Regions from separate parts of the Ovis aries genome. Here region 1 is linked to region 2. A link is a contact called in public Hi-C data. All regions are on one chromosome and are shown on one strand. Each heading gives the region's core, a stretch centred on a gene start, on an enhancer-like site or on the middle of the called end of the contact. The rest is flanking DNA. Distances are from core to core; before and after follow the strand shown. Region 1 overlaps ALG14 (ALG14 UDP-N-acetylglucosaminyltransferase subunit). Region 2 overlaps CNN3 (calponin 3).

Region 1 (6,188 bases), core at 3,093-5,592, 150 kb after region 2:
TCATCCAGTTTGCACGGGATGGTCCCAGTTTATACCTGTAGTCCCAGCATAATTACTAATACTACTTCCTTCTGCTCTCATAAGCATCCCAATTTCAATGATAGAGTATATTGTTACCCACAGGGTGGGCAATGAGAAGGTAGGTTCATCCTAGAGATAGGAAAGAAAATTTATTCAGAATAGTCCAAGGCAATGTGATGCAAGCATCTACATTACCATCAAGGATGAGAGCTTAAGTGGTCGCTGTGAAGAAAGCCAGCCTGGAAGTTCTACCAGTGCGATAAACAGGGCAAGAGAGAGGTGGTGACCAGTGTGGAGAAAGGAGGGCAGTAAGGATCGAGCTAGGCAAGGGGTCAGAACCATAACAGTTACTAGCAGGGGATGGGGCCAGGGTGAGTGGTGGTGGTTACATATGGTGCCACTTTCTGGCCTATGGCTTCACACCAGAGAGGCCAGTACGTCCAAATACCATCTAAATTTTCAGGTAACTGGCAATCCTACCAAAATAGAGATTTCTCTCCAAATCCAAGTCTCTTCCCACCCAAATCCACCAGATCAGTTCTCAGAGGCACCTTTTCCGACTAATCTTTCTACATAACCCTGCTCCTCTCGCCTGTACACATACTCCTTTCTCCTCCAAACACCAGGCTTGCCTTTTGTTTTAAAGTTACCCTAGTTACTCTCCTGGCATATTATATGTTTCCTCCACATGTCTGTCTGTTTGCTCCACTAGAATATAATTTACCTGAAGAGGCCAGGAATCTGAATCACTGAAATCTCAGTGCTTATGAGTATTTGAGCAATGCATATTTACTGAATAAATGATTTGTACACTATTGGGTATTAATAGAAAATAATTCAAGCTTCCTGTCACTTAGCTGAGATGTATTTAGACTAGGAATGAAGAAATGACACAAAGGAGGTAATTTCAGAGTGCTTCCATGGGCCTTATTTGTATAATCTACTCAATAAATGGGAATTCCTGGGGCTAGAGGGAAAATGCCCAAGCACAGCTCAGGACTGAGAGTTCACAAACAGCCAGAGTCAAGAGGCACGAAACCTTAAGGAAGATGAGAAGGAACCAACAACAAATTAACGAGACCTGGGTACACAGCCTAGACTTCTCTCTGTGAAACCGACCATTCACAAGGGCCTCGAGGAACTTCTCAGCTCTTGTGGATCCTCTCCCCAGAAAATAGGTCCATGAGAGAGGAGTGATCTGATGCTTGAGGTATGAGCACAAAGGGAAAGGGAGTGAGGTTAAAGGAGAGCCTTCCACTGTGTATCTGAAAGAGTTTGAAGAATTCTATGTCCACTGGGTCTGTACTAACCTATGTGCAGGCGTACAGTCCAGTGGATGGAAGCCTGAGGCCACCTGGATATGGACAGGGCCCTCAAGTTACCCACGCCTGATACACAGAAGTTGGTGCTGGGGTGTCTGACGTCCCACGTCACCTAGAAGAAATACTGAGAACCAGGCCAGGACAAAATCTTAAAGAGAATTTTTATTACTTTATAGAGTTTCAGAAGATAATCAAACATATAAAGAAGTGAATGAGGAAAACTGATTGACAGAATGCTTATATTTTGGGCTTCACAAAAGTTCCTTTGAAGACAAAGGAATGGAATAATTTCAGAGAGCTATAATTTAGGCTTGGCTATGACCAGGCATTCTGAGGAGTTGTGGCATCTGGAGCAATTCAAGTGAAGGCATCTTTATAGGCATACTGTTTTTGTTTGTCTGTACCTTTGCCTTGAAGAAACTGTCCCTGACCCTTCTTTTTATGTCTTATTAATAGGATGCAGGACACAAAGGATGCTTCACCCATCATTTTACCCACTGAGCCACATCCCCGGACCTAACATTTGATTTGGGAGTGGCCACATGACCCAAGCAATGGCACCCTACTCTAGTACTCTTGCCTGGAAAATCCCATGGACTGAGGAGCCTGGTAGGCTACAGTCCATGGGGTCACAAAGAGTCGGACACGACTGAGCAACTTCACTTCACTTCACTTCACATGACCCAAGTAGAGTCAGCTTTTTCCTGGATTCTTACAGAGACCCAGGGGAAGTTCTTCCTTTGAGAAATGCTGTGGACTGCTAACCTGGCCCTCAATCCATTCTGCTAGGGCAAGAAATATATACTTGCTTTGGTGTTCCTCTGTTTACTAGGCTTTTCTATAACATCTTGAAACTCAACTATTATATTTGCTACCAAAACAGGATACTTACTCCTGCACTCCCAAACCAGAAATTGACAAATGAACAGGAGACTCTGTCATAAGCAGATTTCCTGAATAGACATGAAGATCTATGTCGGCACTAGCAGAGACGAGGGCTGGTGGGGGGTACTGTCCCCATTTCCTTCTTCCCAAACCTCTACACACATTCCTGTCTACCCACTTCTTCCCTACATCCTTGCCACTTTCATCCAAGCCATCACCACCTCTCACTATTACAATTCCCTCTTAATTCATCTCTGCTTCTCCTCTTGCTCTCCTTCATTTTATCCTTCACAGAATCTCCAGAGCGATCTTTCCATAATGTACAGCAAGGCTTTCCTTTCATTCTCCTGCTTAAAGCCCTCCAAAGGCTTACCGCTGCACTTGGGATGAGATCCAACTTTCTTACCACTGCCTCCAAGGTCCCATGTAGTCTGGTGCCGGCTTACCTCCCCAACAGCCCCCTGCTCACCCTAACCACACCGGTCTCCTTTCTGCTGTTTGAATGTGTCAGACTCATTCCTTCCTGAGGGCCTTTGCTGCTTCTTCTGAGCGGTCTGCCTTAGCCCTGGACTGTCTCCTAGGAAGCTCCTTCCTGCAAGTCAGGTTTCTCTCTAATGTTCTCTCCTCAGAGAGGATTCAGTTCTCCTCCATCAGCCCCTCCCCGACCACACTGCCTTCTTTTACCATCTTCACAGCAGTTCTCGGTAACGCAAATTAACTTGTTCGTGATGGTTTGCTCCCAGCCTCATTCTCCAGGGCAAGAATGCCAAGGAAAGGACAGGATTCTGTGATGCTGGCACACAGCACGGTGCTTCATGAGTCACACATGCTCTCCACCACTGAGTAGATAAACAAGTGTCACTACCATTTCTAGAAGTCCCAACCTGTGGTCTCTGCTGCAGAGGATAATGGTTCTTTATCTCATAAAGCACCAATTAACCCCATCTCCTCATTTCACAGATGAGGAGTCCACTTTCCCGGGGGACAGAGCCAGCAAGTGGTAGAGCCAGGACTGGAACCCCAGCCTTGAGGCCCTAAGCCTTCCTGCTAAGAAGCCTGACTCCCCAACACACAGCTAGTTGAATCAGCCTGGAGCTGTGCTTCCCGGCCTCCTGTCTGTTTCTGAGACAGCCAGCTACCCATCCTGACCCATTTTCTCTTCTTGCTCTGCGCGGCAAGCCGCCTGCCCCGTGCGTCCCCAGCCTGCCACCCTGGACTCCGCGCGGCAACCCGCCTGCCCCGTGCGTCCTCAGCCTGCCCGGAGTGTGCTGCAGCTCTCTGGGAACTGCTCTCCTGGCCTCCTTGCTCGTCTCTGTGCTTCCCTCCTCTCTGTGGGTTCGTGCTCCGCTCTGCACTGTCGGTTTGGCACCCCTCCCCCACCTACCACTGTTACCAGTGACTCCCTCCTCTGCCCCCAAGCCTTTCTGGGGAAAATTCAGGACAAAAACGCAGGGCCTTAGAAATCTTCAGACTTTTCTGTTGAATATTAGACCCCGAGTCCCTGTTGGCAGGTTCTGCCGTTTTGCTGTTGCTCCTACCTGGCAGCCAACTAGGTCACACACTCCTAGAAAGTATGTTGTAGTTGAGTCCTTTCTCTCTGTGCAGGTCAACATGGCCACCCTGCAGTATGTGTCTATCTTGCAATGTGATCCAGTTTCTTTCTCACAACTGGCAGTGATATCAAAGACAAAGAGAGGCTCTCTCTTATTCTCTCTTCACCATATAGTTAGAGACATCCTTTCCATCTATCTATATAAGCTTTCTCATTAAGAAGTGGCAGGGACCAGGCTTACATTACTGTGTAGCCCACAGAGCCTCCCAGTGTTCCCCACACATACTTGATTGATGTATAACCAAAGCCACAGCAAAGGCAGAATGGTTAAGAGTTAAAAAAAAAAAAAAGAGTAATAGATTTTTTTTTCAAGCTTCTAGTTTGTCTGGAATTATATGGAACCCTAAGTGAAATGCTAAGGGTATACGACAACTTGTAACTTTCAAAGTGTCTTTCAGAATTACATCACTACTAAAAACCACAAACATATCTGGCTTTAGATTTGTGACAAGCTAAATAGGAGTTTATAGTGATTTAGATGGAAATAATTCCACCAAGGAATCCAGATGGCATCATAAACCACAACAGAGCAGGTCAAGTGGTCTATGAAGTCATTCTTTGCTGCTACCACACACTGAAACGTACAATACATTTATTATTTAGGGAATGCCACACTAGTGCAGAATCTTGGAAACAAGACAAAATGAAAATGGTAAAATTCTATTCAACCAAAAATGGTTTCAGCTTTCTTTCATAACTGCTCTTTTTAATAATGAAAAGTATAATATACAGTAAAAGTATGTTGGATGATTCACCCAACTATTCTGAAATCAAGATGACCATAATTTACCAAAAAAAAAAAAAAAAAAGGTTTTATATGCATGTCCTTCCAGAACTTGGTAGCTGCTCACTTCACGGCAGATGATGATGATGCACCGTGAAGTGACTTAGGATGAATGAGCTGTGGGTTCCAAGCCAGGTTCCGCTCAGATAATCAGCTCTGAAACCCGGGTGATTTAGCCTCTCTGGACCTCAGGTCTCTCACTGGAAAGCAAGGAGGCCTGGCTGAGATCAGGGATCCTTAACCCATTACGATCCCACAACTGGTTCTCAAGCTTGACTCGTCAAAGAAGACAAGGCTGCTGCTCCAGCCCTGCCTCACGACTTGCAGCCACTCCTCACTTCACCTTGAGAAGCTCTTTTCTTACGTGGAGGTCTCAGGCTCCAGGGAAATAAAAAAGAAGTTTGTTCTTGAAACAATTATGGGAGTCTGGCCCAAAAGATTTCTAAAGTCCTTCATAATGAACATTAGTTGTCCTTTTCCAGACTTTTATTAACTCTTTCTTTTGCCAGCAATAATCCGATTTTTCCTTTGGGTAACACACTCTTGCTCACATTCGCAGTCAGATGCTTTTGGTGGGATTTTAGCCCGTCTCCTTAACCCCCAACCTGTAGCTCCAAGAGTAGACCTGGAATAGCTTTAGCACCAGGGAACAACGCTCACCTCTGGCTGTGATGATGAGCTGAAAGATGGGAACATGACCCAGCTGGAGATCATTAGGCAGCAGATGTTAGCATGGATTTTTGGGAAAAGATGCTTTATCTCTCCCTCTCCTACATCCTATAAGAGACCTTCTTCTTCCTTAGACAGTTAGGGCAAAGACATGAAGCCAGGAGGTGCTAATGCTCTTTGCTCCCCTGGAGGGAGAGTCAGGGGCTGCTGGAGGCAGCACTGGGGGGCCCCATGGCGGTGATGACTCTGCGGAGGATGGAGCAGAGACACGCCGCTATCTTTGGTGACCTCCCTGGGCAGCTGGACCAAGTCTTGCCAGAAACAAGACTGAATTTTTCCCATGTCGTAAGTCAACACATTCTCTTTATTGTTCGAGCCAGTTTTGAGTTTTGTTTTAGGGCACTTGCAGTTGAAACACCCTTCCTTTTAGCTTTAAAATGGTATGAATTTAAAGACTGTTTTCTTCTGTTTAAAAAGGAAAATATATTCAAATCATAGATGAAGCAGTCATTTACAACACTGGCTATCAGAGCTGGACTCTTCATTGTAAGCTCAGATAAACTCCCAAGAGCACCTACTAGGTGACAGAACTGGGCTGGGAGCACAGGGGTAAGTAAAATATTTATAAGGAACTCACTGCCAACTGGGAGAGTGACACAGGACAACTAATAATTGCAATCAGAGAGACTGATACAATAAGAGACAAAATTAATAAAAATAATGTTAGCACCAAGTAAGAAATGATGAATTAATACTTTGAAAACTAAGTCAAGCTTTAAGGATGAGCTGTTTTATCTAACTTGGAAGAATATGAGATTTACCATGTCTAGCAGAGGGGGAAAGAGGTTCTTCTGGCATGTTCACAGCAGGGAGGCATGGAGTGGCATGGAATACC
Region 2 (5,628 bases), core at 1,934-4,433:
TGGGGGCCCACGAAACAGACTAGTACCGTCTAACTATGTAGATGGACGTCATATAGAAGAGGGAGTGATTTACTCTGAATGCCACACAGACGGTGGACCCTGGATAAATCGCAGAAATCCTAGGGAGCCAACTAGAGGCACACAGCGGGGAGACGACGTGCACCAAGGCAGCACAGGCAAGGACACAACTTAGGACTAAGCAAGATCTTCAGGCGCTTGTGTCCTCATAGAACTCTGTGTGTGTGTGTGCATGCACACGTACTCGGACACTCAGTTGTGTCCGACTCTGCAACCCCATGGGCTGGAGCCCGCCAGGTTCCTCTGTCTATGGAATTTTCCAGGCAAGAATACTGGATCAGATTGCCATTTCCTACTCCAGGGGATCTCACGGACCCAGAGATTGAACCTACATCTCCTGCATTGGCAGGCAGATTCTCTACCACTGTGCTACCCAAGAAGCCTCTCAAATAATCTGAGTCAGGCATGCGAACAGGACTGAAGATTAATCCTTTCTTTTTCTGTAATTACAAGGAGTATCATGGCAGTAGTTTTTCTGTAGCTTGAGAATGTCTATTCATTGGCAAGTCTGCTTCATAGGATAAGTCTTGGAGTCCATTATGACCTGAGGAAGAAGGCATGAAATCCACCCTCACATCCCAAGTGTCACCTGTAAACTCGTCTCTCCCCAGCTTGGAAGCCCCCTGACCATGCTCACCCAAGTGTTCCCAGCTGCCTGCCCTGGCACAGAGTCAGAACACACACACTGCCCCCTACTCTGAGCTTCTGATGGACAACAGTGGAAAGCAGGCCAAGGAGAAACAGACCTCACCATCTTATTAGCTCTCAGGGGAGCTCCTCTTGGGGGTCCTTTTCTGCTTACTATGATGGAGTCTACCCATTGGAGAGATGGCTTTATACAATCAGCAAAGAACAGGATTGACACATCTTATTTTACATGTAGCATAGATGCTGGCTAGGGATAGTTCATGAGGGTCTTAAGATGTATTGTCTGTTCAAGCTATCACTGCCTTTTTTCTTCCCCCAAGAAAACTAGAGGGAAGGAATTTTCCATGAGGGCACTCTTGCATTTCAGCAGTAAAAACTAACTTCACATTGTACCTGATTGTAATGCAATCTGAGAGCACAGAAAGGGAGGGAAAAAGTGAGTTTCTCTGGAAGCACGGAAGCCTCCATCAGATGGCTACACCCAACACCAAGGTATCCCAGATGCTGTGTCGTGAAGGCTTGCTGGTCACCCAGGCACAAATAACAAAATCAACCCAACTTCACATCCTTTCCAATCAAGGGCCAAGGAAGGGAATGAAGAGACAGCAGTGCCCAGGCTGCAAAGGGGGCTCCAGGAGGACTAAGCAGAGAAGTGGCTGAATCAACAGTGTTTTCCACACGTAGGCCTTGGCCTGGACCCTCTTCTCCTGCTCCTGCTGAGTATGCCATCAGATATCAGGGGCTCTGTGAGAAGGGCAACACAGCACTTGCAACAGAAAAAGGGATGTCTTATCCACCTCGGTTCTGTTTCTCTGGTCCTCGTCCTTTTTATTGGGTTGGCCGAAAAGTTCATTCGGCTTTTTGAAACATGGGAAAATCTGAAAGAACTTTTTGGCCAGCCCAATACCTTCCCAGTTTTTCATGGCAAAGCTTCTTCTCTGTGCTGCTTTGCTCCCACCTGCCATGTGTATTGAGCCCTGGCCTTTATCCCGTCCATCAATGGACAAGCGCAATGAAATAAGCACATCTTCAGTTGAACCTGCTGCCAGCCTCAAACACGGTCTTGTTTCTCTTCTATATCACGACAGTCCTCTCCATTTCCTCTCTTAGTATTTATTCCTAAACCCCACTCCACTCCCATCAGAAATGTGCTCTACTGAAAATGGTCTCTTAAAAGGTCACCAGTGATCTTTCCATGGCCAAGTCCAGTGGCCTGTTTCCTTTTCTGGGCCTCTCTGCAGCACTCCTGGGGCCCCCTCCCACCTCTCTTCCTTCTGACTTCTTGTTAAAAGATCTGGAGCTTCCCCCTCTGGTCTGCCTTCTCCTCCTCCTCTGAGAGATGCCAATTTGCCCTGAGTTCTGACCTCAAATTAAAATGGTTAGGAGCATGAGCCCCGGAAACTGAATGCTCTATTTAGAATCTCATCTCTGCCATGCCCACTTCCTCACCTGTAAATCAGAGATCATTAATAACAACTCACATCAGAAGGTGCTGAGAAGGATCAATGACCTCATTTACATAAATCTTAAGACCCCAATAAATGTTAACCCTTCACTTTCTATCTACATTTTGCTGGCCACTCCTATCCAGCTACTCTTTGATAGCTATTTTGATAAAGTTATCATTTTGATGCCAACTGAGCTATTTTTAAAAAAATTACAGTCAAATAATTTATAAAAAGAGATGCCCTCACTCCATTCTTTAGCCTCATCTCATTGCCAACCCCCACTTGAGTCTGGTGGAGGTGACAGATGGGGGAGGGGCCACGAATGTCACTGAATCAAGACTTGAAAATAAAGAACTAAAGCCCGTGACTTGAATTTCGACAAGGTTGCTCACAGATAGTTTTGTCTGTTTTTAACATCAAGAGGAGATCTCCCTTCTTTTTTGAACCATTAGTGGGAACTAGTCAACTGTTTTTTAGGCAGCAAGTTGGCAATATCCATGAACATATTTAAATGTTGGATCAGAAGTTATACACTTTTCCACACAAGTGACTTTTTAAGGAAATATCCACCAGTATGGAAGTAATGAATAAATACATAATTGAAGTCCACATGATAGACTATAATTCAATTTCTAAAATGTCCAAATGATATTTAAAGGTGTACAAGCAGTTGGGTGGGGGTAAGGGATACAGAATACTTTCGCTTCTTTACTTTCATATTTTGGTACTGTTTGCATTCTTCCTGATAAATATTTCATTCATAAAATAAGGATCAAAAAAGAGAAGAGTTTCTCATAAGCAAAGAAGATGGCATCCCAAGGTAGATGCATCGTATTCATGCAGCGATGACTTGGCCAAGGTCACAGGCTTGGCAGGGATTCATCTGGACCATGCGTGGCTCCAAAGTCTGAGTCTTTTCCACCCCTGAATGTTCTCCCACTCCCACCCTTCTAACTAAGCTGAGACAGGAACTCTCTAAGCTAGCACAGGCAGCTCTGCGGCCTGCAGACAAAGGATTAAGAACTGAGAACGGGGTGGTGCCTTAGACTCTGTGGCTTAAAAAATCCTTCCAACTCAGGGAGATGTGAGAAGGCATCCAACAACAACCAGCACCATCAGTGCAGCAGATCGGTGCACCGTGAACTTGCTGCGGCTTCGATTCAAACCAGCCCCAGAATCTGTAGTCTTGAAGGGTGTTGCCAGCATGGTTCAAAAGTTCATAATAAGAGATTTGGCAGAGATGCCTCAGACCTAAAACATTTCAGTTCTTCCACTGGCCCTCATAAAAAGTAGCTTCCTTCCACATGCATGTTTTAGAAAATGCTGGAAAGGATGTCAACAGCAGAGTTGTCAATGAAAGGAGAAACAGAAAATGAAAAAAACAAAGTCCAGAGAGGAAGAAATTTAGGAACAAACACCTGGCAGGCAAAGCCCGTGTGTGTGTGTGTGCAAAGCCCGTGTGTGTGTGTGTGTGTGTGTGTGTCTGTCTGTCTGTCTGTCTGAGGTGAGGTTGCGGGAGGGGCTTTTATTCACATCTAGGCCTCTGAAGAAAGGGAAAGACAGAGACGAAGGCGTGTCCATTCAGGGGGAGAGATCTGGCTGTGGGAGCACTCTGAAGAGCCGCCCTAAGGTTCCAGCTCACCTCCTAAGGGCCAAGGACTCCAACAAGCTTAAAATGTGCTATTTCATATAAGTAGAGTTTCTATACTCAATTAGAAGTATGATTCCTGTTGCTATTTTTGCTTCCAAAGTAGAATCACATGTTGGAGTTATAAGAGACTCACTACACATGGTATTGATTATTTTCTCTATTTCCTCCCACGTGAAACAAAAGGAAGGAGGGAAAACTGCAATCATAAAGCGCTCTCTCCATCCAATTGAGGAGCCTTCTGCAGCACTAGGCAGGCAGAGAGGTTTTAAGATAATGATGAAAGATTAGTGTGCAAACATCTGAGAAGAGGAAAGAAGAAACAACAATGATATCATAGCAGTGTGCCTAGCCACTCAGCAGCTGGGGTCCCCTAGAAGACGTGTGGGCGAAGAGAGGAGAGGGCCATAAATGCTTAGGTTATGAATTGCCCAGAAGGCCTCCTCTCTTTGGACGCACATCCCTAATTCCTAACCTTCCCAGGGCGGATATGCCTGCCTCACACTCACACCCTGAAGCTTCCTGGTCCTGGGAGGAAGGAAGACGAAGAGGTTCCCTCCCTACCGACCTGGGGGAACCTAGGAATTAAGTCTTTTCTCCTCATGGACTTGCTTCACACAGGTCTAGGGAGAACCTTCCTAAGACCATTTAAGACTGAAGGCCTCCACTGACAATACTACAAGGTAAATATGCTTATCAGTCCACTGCAGAGGAATACCCACCCTGTCTGAAATCCAGAAATGAAAGGTGTATCTTGTCTAACAGAAATCAATTTCTTAGGAAGAAAAAGCAAAGTACTGGTACACCCAGAAAGCGAGGCCTCTAGCTCTACAAAGAAGTCCATGGCCCTGAGGGCGGTGTGACACGCGGGACACAGCCCAGGGTTCACTGCAGGACTCCACTACAGGCTGCTGGGGGAGGTGTGGATCAGGACGCAGGAGCAGAGCACAGTCCTGAGTTAGAAATAGAGAGATATTGCTGGCTCTGGAGCCCCCTATCTGCCAGAAGCCTCATTCAGACACAGATTGGTGCATGAATGTTCAAGTTCTCAAGATAATCTCAAAATCTAGAAGGTAAAAGAAGCTGGGGAGAACACAGGACTGAACCTAACCAGCAGAGCAAAATGGAACAATTACTAACATGTACATATGTGTACTTTGGGTTCTAGGTATTATTTGAAACATGTTACACAGATTATCTTGCTTATCTCACCCCAAACCCTACGGACAGGTACTAGCATATCCACACTTTACAGATGAGACACTGAGAGGTTATTTGCCCAAAGTCACAGGGTAAGAGGCAGAACCAAGATTAGGAGCCAGTCAGAGCCTCCAGGGCTACCAGGTTCTACTTTCTCATGGAGAAGAACTTACAGGGGACCCGCCTGACATCTTCAAGTTCACAAAGATTCCCATGGTCATGTTTCCATAAAATGTGCAAAATATTTTTTTTTGGTAATGATGAACTCTAAATTGTATAAGCTTCAGGCCCCACAAACAGCGTGAATCAACTGCAGGCTCAAAAAACTCTTATCAAAAACCTAAGCACAAGTACATGAGTAACAGTTAAGAGCCCACATGGCTAGAGCTCAGAGTTCAGGAAAGCCAAGGCACATTGTATACGCTATAGAAGGATGCCTAGAAGAAAATCAAACCTGCGAAAAAATTCTAACAAGCTCCTTCCCATGACCTAGTCATATTGAGATGAGAAATAAGCATTTCCCCTCTCTCTTAGATATAATGGTCATGACTGGCTGAAAAATTGAAACCACCCAACTGTGCTTTTTTTCTTTTAATGTAATATATA

The links. Hi-C and Micro-C count contacts between places; a contact is called where the count stands out from the background.
Region 1: a contact with region 2 is called in a Hi-C map of skin fibroblasts, with 3 times the contacts expected there. The contact joins two enhancer-like sites. A contact is called at or near these places in 4 of 16 Hi-C or Micro-C datasets (hypothalamus, liver, skin fibroblasts and 1 more).

Annotation. Positions count from the first base shown.
Region 1 is chr1:72,157,834-72,164,021 of ARS-UI_Ramb_v3.0, forward strand. The region is part of intron 2 of ALG14 (ALG14 UDP-N-acetylglucosaminyltransferase subunit); the gene reads right to left. All of the region lies in intron 2 of LOC121819814 (a long non-coding RNA gene), which reads left to right. Among named protein-coding and RNA genes, the nearest start is that of ALG14, 31 kb to the right of the region's middle. Within about 2 kb of position 4,343, at least 2 of the 54 cell types and tissues checked have an H3K27ac peak or open chromatin away from gene starts, as enhancers often do.
Region 2 is chr1:72,011,873-72,017,500 of ARS-UI_Ramb_v3.0, forward strand. The region is part of intron 1 of CNN3 (calponin 3); the gene reads right to left. Among named protein-coding and RNA genes, the nearest start is that of CNN3, 9.7 kb to the right of the region's middle. Within about 2 kb of position 3,184, at least 14 of the 54 cell types and tissues checked have an H3K27ac peak or open chromatin away from gene starts, as enhancers often do.